Regions from separate parts of the Mus musculus genome. Here region 1 is linked to region 2. A link is a contact called in public Hi-C data. All regions are on one chromosome and are shown on one strand. Each heading gives the region's core, a stretch centred on a gene start, on an enhancer-like site or on the middle of the called end of the contact. The rest is flanking DNA. Distances are from core to core; before and after follow the strand shown. Region 1 has its middle 30 kb from the start of Gm33263. Region 2 has its middle 57 kb from the start of Gm33035.

Region 1 (5,295 bases), core at 1,881-4,380, 200 kb before region 2:
AATACAATTGTGGGACTGGAGAGATGGCTCAGTGGTTAAGAGCACTGACTGCTCTTCCAGAGGTCCTGAGTTCAATTTCCAACAACCTTATGGTGTCTCACAACCATCTGTAATGGGACCTGATGCCCTTTTCTGGTGTGTCTGAAGAGAGCTACAGTGTACTCATGTAAAGTAAGTAAATAAATAAATAAATAAATCTCTAAAAAAAAATACAATTGCTTTTTTTTTTTTTTTTGTACTGCTAGGATCCAGAATGATTGATTCTTTGTTATCTATTAGTAGTCCTTTTGGTGAGTATTATTATCCCAGGTTTATAGATGATGAACAGCATGACTGACTTAGGGAGGATTATTACTACTGTGATAAAACACTCCGGGAGGACAGGGCTCATTTGACTTCCAAATCACAATTCATCATCATAGGCAGTCAGGACAGGAACTCAAACAGGACAGGAACCTGGAGGCAGGAGCTGATGCAGAAGCCATGGAGGGATGCTGCTTTCTGGCTTGCTCCCCATGGCTTGGTCAGCCTTCTTTCCTATAGGACCCAGGCCCAGGGATGGCACCACCCACAATGGCTCCAGCCCTTCCCGTTTATTGCTAATCAAGAACATGCCTTGCATGCCTGCCTACAACCCAATCTGTGGAGGGAGGCATTTTTGCAACTGAGGCTCTCTCCTCTCTGATGACTTTAGTTTGTGACAAGTTGAAATAAAACTAGCCCAAACAACTGGCTCCTTGTCAATTTGACACTTATAAGCACATCGCCTTACAGTTAGAACCTTTCCTTTCTCATGTATCCCCAAGATGGTACGGTAATGTTGACATCCCATAAATAACTTTAAAGATTCCCACAGAATTTTTACAAATTCAAACATTTTAGAGCTTCAGTCTCTTTAAAATGTCCAATCTCTCTAAAAATTCAACAGTTTCTTTTAAAATCTCAGCTGTGGGCTCCCGTAAAAAATCAAAATTAAATACTGCGTTAGTCAGGGTTCTCTAGAGTCACAGAACTTATGGAACGTCTCCATATATTAAGAGAATTTATTGGAATGACTTACAGTCTGCAGTCCAACTAGCCCAACAATGGGCAGCGGTGAATGGGAAGTCCAAGGATCTCGTAGCTGCTCAGTCTGTGAGGTTAGGTGCTTCAGCTGCTCTTCTGTATAAGCTGGAAACGTGAATAGGTAGGTTCCAACAGAGTTGCTGCCTAGTACGTGCAAGCAGACAAGGAAGAACGACTCTTTCTTCTTTTAATGTCCTTATGTAGGCCTCCAAGAGAAGGTTAATCTGAGGTAACTCAGATTAAAGGTGTTTATGCCTGAATTTGGAACTTGCTTTGTCCCAGGCTGGCCTTGAACTCAGAGATCTGCTTGCCTCAGTCTCCTGGGATTAAAGGTGTGTACAACCTTACTTGGGCCTAAGCTTTTCATGGCCACTGTGCCTCAAGATCTGGATCGAAAGTGTGTGTCATCCCATGTCAAGATCTGGGTCAGGAGCCTGTGTCTTCCAGCCTCAAGATCTGGGTCACAGACATGTCCTCCATTTCTGGACTGTAGTTCATTTCAGATGTAGTCGCATTGACAACCAGGAATAAGCATCACAGAGACTTTCTTCTAGAGGGAAGGGTGAGGGTACAGTAACAATATGAGCAAAGCAAAACTAAACTCCAAAAGTATCAGTAACTCAACACCCAATGCCAGGAATCCACTCATGATCTGAGCTCCTCCAAGGGGCTTGGGACACCTCTCCAGCTCCATGCTCTGTGACATACACACATAGCTTGTCTTCTGGGCTCCAGCTGACTTGAATTTACTGCTGTTGCTGTCCTTGGTGGTCAGCCCCTGGTCTTGGCATCTCTAAAATGCCGGGGTCCTCTGCTGCAACTGGGCTACACGTTGTTCACCAATAGCCTTTCCTAGGCTCTCTTCATGGTGCCAAGCTTCAAATTCTCTGCAGGACCCCTTTAATCCCGGGCCATCAGCTGCCAGTGAGGCTGCACCCTCACCAATGGCCTCTCCTGGCCTCAGCTGCTCTCCACGATCCCTTCATCCCTTTAAAACCAGTACCACCTGGGTGACTCTTACACGACCAAGTTTGGTTTTACAACCTTGGCAGTCTCTGGAATACAGTCTCTGTGTGCTAACTCTAAGGAAACACTTCTCAGAAGTTTTCAACTCAACAATACTGGTCTCTTCTTAATCATAACTGATTCTTCAGCCCCAGCTGCCCAGCTATCCATTGTCCCAGCAAAACAAAGGTTTACTTTAGTGGTTCTGGAATCTTGTTAATCACAGCTGACTCTTCAGCTCCCAGCTCACCAGGACTACAGACTCTACACACAAAATTTCCAGTAGAGTCTTCGCTTCTCACTGAAATAGCACAAAGTCAGGGATTTCAGCGTTCTTATCCTCCCCAACACAACCTGTTGTCTGTCACAGCAATACCTGGTACCAACCTGTCTTCGTTATGGTTACCATTGCTGTGTAAAACAGCAAAGAAACTTGGGGAGGAGAGGGTGCAGTCAGCTTTTACTTACACATTGATCAGTGAAGGAAGTCAGGACAGGAATTTAAACAGAGCAGGATCCTGGAGGGAAGAACTGAGGCATAGGCCATGGAGGAGTGCTGCTTACTAGCTTGCTCTTCATAACTTGCTCAGCTGGCTTTTTATACATCCCAGGACTGCTAGCCTAGGTAGGGTGGCAATAACCACAAAGAGCTGGACCCTTTTCCATCAATCACTAATTAAGAAAATGCCCTACAGGCTTGTCTACAGCCCCATCTTATGGAAGACTTTTTCTCAGTTGAGGCTCCTCTCTGATGACTCTAGTTTGTGTCAAGTTGACATAAAACTAGTTAGTACACTGACCCAGAAGTGGTTCTCTGTTTTTATTTATTTTATAAGTGCATTAGTATTTGCCTGTATGTATTTCTATGGGTCACATGCTTGCCTAGTGATGAGAGAAGTCAGAGAGGGCGTCTGATCCTGTGAAACTGAGTTACAGATGGTTGTGAGCCTCCATGTTGGTGCTGGGAATTAAACCTGGGCCCTCTGGAAGAGCAACGAGTACTCTTAACCATTATTCACTATTAAGATACCCTGAGCCTTTATTGCTTCACTCCTTGATGATTCACCATGTATTTTATAAGCTTCAGTGTGGCAGTCTGGAAAACAAGAGTGTTTATATTGTAATTATTCATCTCAGCTTATGTTCCTGGCATAATGCCTGACACACATTAGATGGTCAACAAAATCATGTAAAAAGATTAACTCCTTTTAGATGGAATACTCTTTGCTTTCGTTTTAGTATTTCAACTGCTTTTGTTGTGCCCTGAGTTCACGGGAAACCCAGACAAGTCCAAGAATTGCAGAGTCTGCTGCAACTTGCAAAAGAGTCTTTTATTTACAAGTTCGAACTCTGTTCGTCCACCTAGCATTCACTGTGTGAATGCTGGTAAGCGTCCCTGAGTCCAGAAAACATTGGTTTATATACAGAATAGGAATAGTGTGAATATACACAGAAAAGGGGAGTAGAGGGTGGAATAGTACTGAAGCAGAAGGGGTTAATGGGTGTCTGTTCAAGGACTAATTTTATGGCCAGTCGTAACTGTGACCTGACCTCTGTTTACCTTTTACTTTTTCCATGGTCTCCCTTGAGCTTGTTATTTCTCTAAGGTCTCAAGGACAGGCACCTGGAGAGTTATCTGGAGGAGTGTTGGGTGTTGGTTTTTGGAGACACAGAAGCAGGGAGAATGTATCTTGTGATAGGGGAGGAAGAGGGAGCCCTGGGCTGCTGCAGGACGATGCAGCACAGAAACCAGCTGCCTGCATATCGTGCTTGCCATTGTGGGGCAGGGCGGGGGGCATGAGAGGGAGGATGGGAGCCTCTGGCGGGGAACACAGAGGCAAACGGTCTGTACAACACTGAAATCTCTCTAGTATCAGTAATTCAGGAGTTACAACACTTTAGAGAATGTTTGGTACAAAACAGTTGTGATGGTTTGTCTTAGACAGGGTTTCTATTCCTGCACAAACATCATGACCAAGAAGCAAGCTGGGGAGGAAAAGATTTATTCAGCTTACACTTTCCACATAGTTATTGATCAAAATAAGTCAGGACTGGAACTCAAGCAGCTCATGAAGCAGGAACTGATGCAGAGGCCATGGAGGGATGTTACTTACTGGCTTGCTCAGTTTGCTCTCTTATAGAACCCAAGACTACCAGCCCAGAGATGGCACCACTCACAATGAGCCTCCCCCGCTTGATCACTAATTGAGAAAATGCCTTACAGCTGGATCTCATGGAGGCATTTCCTCAACTGAAGCTCCTTTCTCTGTGGTAACTCCAGCTTGTGTCAGGTTGACACACAAAACCAGCCCGTACAATGGTTTGAATATTCTTGGCAGAGGGAGGGGCACTGTTAGGAGGTATGTGGCCTTGTTGGAGGAAGTGTGTCACTGTGGGAGGGGGTGGCCTTTGAGACCCTTCTCCAAACCATGTGGGAGCCAGTCTTCTCCTAGTGGCCTTCAGATGAAGATGTAGAACTTTCAGCTCTTCCTGCACCATGCCTGCCTGGACGCTGCCATGCTCCTGCCTTGATAATAATGGACTGAACCTCTGAATCTGTAAGCCAGCCCCAATTAAATGTTGTCCTTATAAGCATTGCCTTGGTCATGGTGTCTGCTCAAGGGCAATAGACTCCTAAGACAATAGGTTTTCTTTTCTGTTTCAAATTAAAATTAAAAAAAAAAAAGTATATGTGTGTGACCCTGTGTGAGTTTATGTGCACCAAATGTATGCAGGAGCCAGCAGAGGCCAGCAGGGGGTGCTGCATCTCCTCTGTAGTCAGAGTCACAGCCATATGACATGGATGCTCAGAACCAAGCCCAGGTTCTCAGTGAGAGCAGCAAATGCTTTTAACTACTCAGCTCCTTTCAGACTCCACAGAATGATTTTTCTAATAAGTTTCTGGGGATGAGACTGAGGGCAACATGCACGGAGCATGCTCTATCAGTGAGCCCTGCCTCCAGCACCCCACTTCTTCCTGTATATTACATTGTTGGATGAAGTCATAGGACAAATGTTTTTGTTTTGTTTAATTTTGTTTTTTAAAGATTTATTTAGTTTATTTTTTGTATGTGAGTACACTGCAGCTGTACAGATGATTGTGAGCCATCATGTGGTTGTTGGGAATTGAATTTTTAGAACCTCTGCTTGCTCTGGTCAACCTTGCTCGCTCTTGTCAGAACCCCGCTCCCCTCCCCCAGGCCCAAAGATTTATTTATTATTATA
Region 2 (4,893 bases), core at 1,267-3,766:
GCAGAATATCCTCTCCTGTGTCTGCTTCAATGAAATGCTCCTTCACGAGTCTGCCTGAGTCTTTCGCACCTATGTACACTTTCACATGTTTGCCCCAACAAAACACCACTCAACTGACTTTCAAAAAAACTCTTGCATTTCCACTTCAAGTCCCTTTGTGTTGCTGTTAAACAAACAAACAAACAAACAAACAAACAAACATGATCTAGATAGTTTATAAAGAGCAAGCAGCCAGCTAGAGAAAGTCTAAGATGTACATGTTAGTGGATTCTGTCGGGAGATGATGTACTTCTAGCTTCATACACAATGATGTGTGTAGTTCTAAGCATTGATTTGTGTATATAATTCTGAACTTGTCAAGAAAGACACATCATGATGTATACAAATATCCCATCCCGTAAAATGCTCTGCTCTGGCCAAGCTCTTTCTACATTGTGCTATTGAGCCCATCTGCAGAAGCGCTAGCTTTGGCTGTTGTGTTTTTTTCACTTTTAAAGTATTCAGTTGGTTTCTCTTTATTTGTTCTTTTTTGTGTGTGACTTTTGTTTTAAAATTTCTTTCATCTGGGATAGTTCTTAGACAAGTCTTGTTCTGGTGGCTGTTGTAAAGTCACTGGTGGGTGGTTCTTATATTTGTGTCCTCTGATGCTCTTTTCTCCCATCGGAGCTTGGGTTTTCCTAGCTCCTGGTCAGGTGAGAGCTCTCAGGTTACATGCTGGGGATTCCTGAGCATGGGAACAGACAAAGGTATTTCACTTTCTGCTTTTACAGGTTGTTTTGAACACCGCTTCACCTAGGGAAGGTAAATTCTGTTCACTACCACCAGGGGGCAGTGGACATCTAGCCTCCTTCCTTCTCTATGGTTAGCACCATATCTTTCTTTGAAACTCCGTATTTGTTTTTGTTTTTTGTTTTTTGTTTTTTTTTGAGGCAGGGTTTCTCTGTATAGCCCTGGCTGTCCTGGAACTCATTTTGTAGACCAGGCTGGCCTCGAACTCAGAAATCCACCTGCCTCTGCCTCCCGAGTGCTGGGATTAAAGGCGTGAGCGACCACGCTCTGCCAATCTCCGTATCTTGTTCAGTGCCTGCTTATGTTTGCCTTGTGTGCAGTTCTAAGAGCTGTGACTGTACTTGATGAGGTTGTACTTGGTGATGTGGCTGTACTTAGTGATGTGGTTGTCCTTGGTATGGCTTCACTTGATGCTTTGGCTATAGCTGGTGTTGTTTTTACACTTGGTGAGGTTGTACTTGGTGAGGTTGCACTTGGTGAGGCTGTACTTGGTGAGGCTGTATTTGGGCTGGCTGACTTGGTGAGACTGTATTTGGTGAGACTGTACTTGGTGAGGCTGTACATGGTGAGGCTGTATTTATCATGGCTGACTTGCTCTGGTTATACTTAGTGTGCCTGCACTTTGCCTGACACACAGGGGATATTTATGCCATTTTAATCCTGAGCCACAATTTCAAAGATTATTTTTCTTCAATTTGCTCTATGTTGGCACATCAAAATATCTAAGGAAAATTACATACATGCAGTAGTCTTTGGTTTAAGGTTTGGGGTACTTGAGTTCCTAAAGAAACATGGACTTTCTCATGAGTTACTAACAATTCCTACCAACTACAGTCATATCAGACTTTTTGGTGAAAGTTTAAGTTAGTAGGGAAGCTAGCTGTTTTATTCTTAAGGAACAGTTTTTTTTTTCTGCTTCAATTTAAAGAGTCTGTTGGGAAAAGAACATGAAGAGAGCTAGAGAGGTGGCTCAGTGGTCAAGAGCACTGGCTGCTCTTCCAGTGGACCTGAGTTCATGTTTTAAACATCCACAAGGTAGCTCACACCATCTATAAGAGCAGTTCCAGGGGACCTGATGTCTTCTCCTGACCTCTGTGGACCCCAGGCATGCGTAGACATGCAGGCAGACAAAACACACATACCCATAAAATAAAAATTAAAAAATGTTTTAATAAAAATTTTAAAACAGTTTATAAATATCATAAAGAATTGAAAGTAAGGTCCTCATTCAGGTTGTCTGCTCTTGACAGGACAGAGTCACTCTGGAAAGGCACACAGTGGCATTGATTGTTAAGTAAATGCTTCATCCAAGGGACAGAAAACAGCATGCTGTAAGCCTTATTTTCCCCTTAACTAGAGTCAGGCTGCTGAGTTATGAGCTTTAACCACCATGTCACTGCCAAGGTTGAGCGCACGCCTTAATTACGGGCCAAGTTCTGCAGGAAAATCTACTTGTACTGGAGAAGCAGACAAACCACAGGCTCTCCCAGGGATGGAGCGATTCCCACGATAACTCCAGAGTTAGTAAATAGATTTAATGATGTTTACCTTTAATTCACAACCCCTAGACTGTTCAAGGAATGATAAACATCGGGACTGGGCAAATTCTTTCATGTAAAGAGTCAGATAATATTTCAATTTCTGAAGGCTTCATTATTTATTGTAATGACTCACCCCTACGATGCAGCGTGAGGGAAGCCACAGGCAAAGTACACACAGAATGAACTGGAATCGTTGTACCACAGTGAAACTTTACTCATTGCCTGGCATGGCTGTGCTCACTTTTAAGCCCAGAAGTTGGGAGGCAGAGGCAGGCAGATCTTTCCAAATTCAAGGACACCCTGGTCTATGTAGTGAATTTTAGACCGTGCAGACCATATAGTGAGAATTAATCTTAAAACCATAGGGAAAGCAAGCAAACAAACAACCAGAAAACAATTATTCATGAAAGAGGATTGAGTAATTATCATTGGGCCATTCCTATGGTATGCCATGAATGTAAAAGTCAGATTCATTACTGAAATACTAACATTTTCCTGCCCGTAGCTTATTTTCTGAAGATAAGTAATGCCCAAATGAGCTATTGCTAAGCAAATAAGCAAGAACCCTTTATCAATTTAAAAGGAGAACCATGTTGTTGTCAAATATAAACAAGGTTGTATTAGTTGGTGGCAAGGGAGACTTGACTGTTGACTGCCACTTCTAAAGCTTGCTGAGCATAAAAGGGAAAGTCAGAGAAAGATGTTCAAGTCTGTCATCCACCTATCAAAGTCTTCACCTAGATAGGTGGTTAGATTGCTTAGCCTGCTGTATTTCCTGGGCAATGCAAGTTTTTGAACCTTGAGATTTCCTCAAGATAAATAAATGCTTCTCAAAGCCATGGTCCATTATGTCAGGCACTCAAATATGTGTCTGTGGAGACTTCTATGATTTTGAATGAATAAATGAATGAATGAAAAATGAATGAATGAATTTTAAATGCTGTAGACTCTAGGATGGCTAGGGTGTCCTATTCCATGAAAAATATCAGTTCCCATGATGTGATGTTTTCCAATTTTCCACAGAACTGGCCAAGTCTCCTCCTGTACTAAGAGGACGAAGTGGCTGATATAAAAGGATGGGATCAAGTCTAGAGGGAACTGGAGGCAGGAAGTGACATTTAGCTCTTAAATGGCACCAGTGTTTGTTGTGTGTACTGAGACCTGGACAATCTGCACTGGGGCCAAGATTCCCCTTTGATGCTTCTAGTTACAGTGAATGGCCAAGATTTTGTTTGATGTTTAAAAAAGTGAAAGAGGAAGATCATATGATCCCCTTACCTGTGTAGGGTAAGAGAAGAGAATTCTCTGTTCTCTTAAGTTCATTCTTGTCATAATATGTAGAGAGAGGCACCCCAGAATTGTGTCCTGGACCCCCTAGAGGTCATAAATTTTCCTCTAGAGAAAGAGATGATTCCTGAAGCAGTGAGATGCTTTCTCATGTATTCAAATCCTTGAAAATGATCACGAGTAGTAGAAGAACCCAGAGGGAAGGCCAGGTCTCTCCGGCTAGGTCAGCTGTATGTGCTTGGGTTGGAACTGTCAAACCAGGAACAGAAAGAGGGAAACTTGAGTATTACATTAGACTTGGATTAAACACAGTAACCTCCAAGAGACCCGTCAAACGGGACAAAGATGAAATCACAAGTGTCATTTTCATGCCCTCCAACTAATTTAAAGAGCAGCATTTACAATTACCATATGGTACACTGACCCAATTTTCATAAATAATTTGAATGCTGCTTTTAAAGGTAGCGGCTTCGAAAGGAGACAGATTCTTCTGAACGAATCAGTCAGGGTCCCCGTGCCATTTCCATAGCAACTGCAAGCTGGTTACAAGGCTGGGTGACAGGAGATCCAGGGAAAGAAAAGGAAACCACTTTAGGTTGTTTGTTGAGCTCAGTAAAAACAATAAAAACTGGGATCCTCCTGGGGTTTCCTAATTGAGACCTCATAGAGCCCTGCATGGTTTTATTAAAACCATCCAAACAACGAATTCCCAACCTGGTGCCCTCGAACGCCTCACAATGCCCCCAAGGTAATCAGCAAGGCTCCCATGTTCAGTATTTCACACGGCCTAATAATTCAATTAGCACCTTTATCTGGTTAGCAGCTATACATTTGGAAGGTACATTATCCAATATCTACAAAGCCTAAAAACAGGGGGCGGGATTTACTCTTTATTCAAGATGCGATTGTCATGAGATACTTGCTTAGTTGACAATCACATTAGCTTCTCTTGACTGCCTTTTTCTCTTCTCTTCTCTTCTCTTCTCTTCTCTTCTCTTCTCTTCTCTTCTCTTCTCTTCTCTTCTCTTCTCTTCTCTTCTCTTCTCTTCTCTTCTCTTTCCTCTCCTCTCCTCTCCTCTCCTCTCCTCTCCTCTCCTCTCCTCTCCTCTCCTCTCCTCTCCTCTCCTCTCCTCTCCTCTTCTCTTCTCTTTCTCCTCCCCTCCCCTCCTCTCCCCTCCCCTCTCCTCCCTTCCTCTCCTCTTCTCTCTTCTTTCCTTTCTTTTCTTTTCTTCTACCATTACCAACACTGAATTTCCCATTCGTAAAACCTTAAAAT

Evidence for each region. A called contact is a pair of places that touch in the nucleus more often than the background predicts.
Region 1: a Hi-C map of uterus shows a contact between it and region 2, with 9 times the contacts expected there. The contact joins two enhancer-like sites. A contact is called at or near these places in 5 of 484 Hi-C or Micro-C datasets (embryonic fibroblasts, embryonic stem cells, myocytes and 2 more) and 2 of 115 datasets of contacts at active chromatin or transcription factors (embryonic limb bud and pancreatic cancer cells).

Annotation. Positions count from the first base shown.
Region 1 is chr10:69,179,081-69,184,375 of GRCm38.p6, reverse strand. It overlaps a transcript of Rhobtb1 not described here. Among named protein-coding and RNA genes, the nearest start is that of Gm33263, 30 kb to the right of the region's middle. Within about 2 kb of position 3,130, at least 9 of the 459 cell types and tissues checked have an H3K27ac peak or open chromatin away from gene starts, as enhancers often do. A contact at or near this core is called in uterus, where this site is marked.
Region 2 is chr10:68,974,219-68,979,111 of GRCm38.p6, reverse strand. No RefSeq gene overlaps it. Among named protein-coding and RNA genes, the nearest start is that of Gm33035, 57 kb to the left of the region's middle. Within about 2 kb of position 2,516, at least 25 of the 459 cell types and tissues checked have an H3K27ac peak or open chromatin away from gene starts, as enhancers often do. A contact at or near this core is called in uterus, where this site is marked.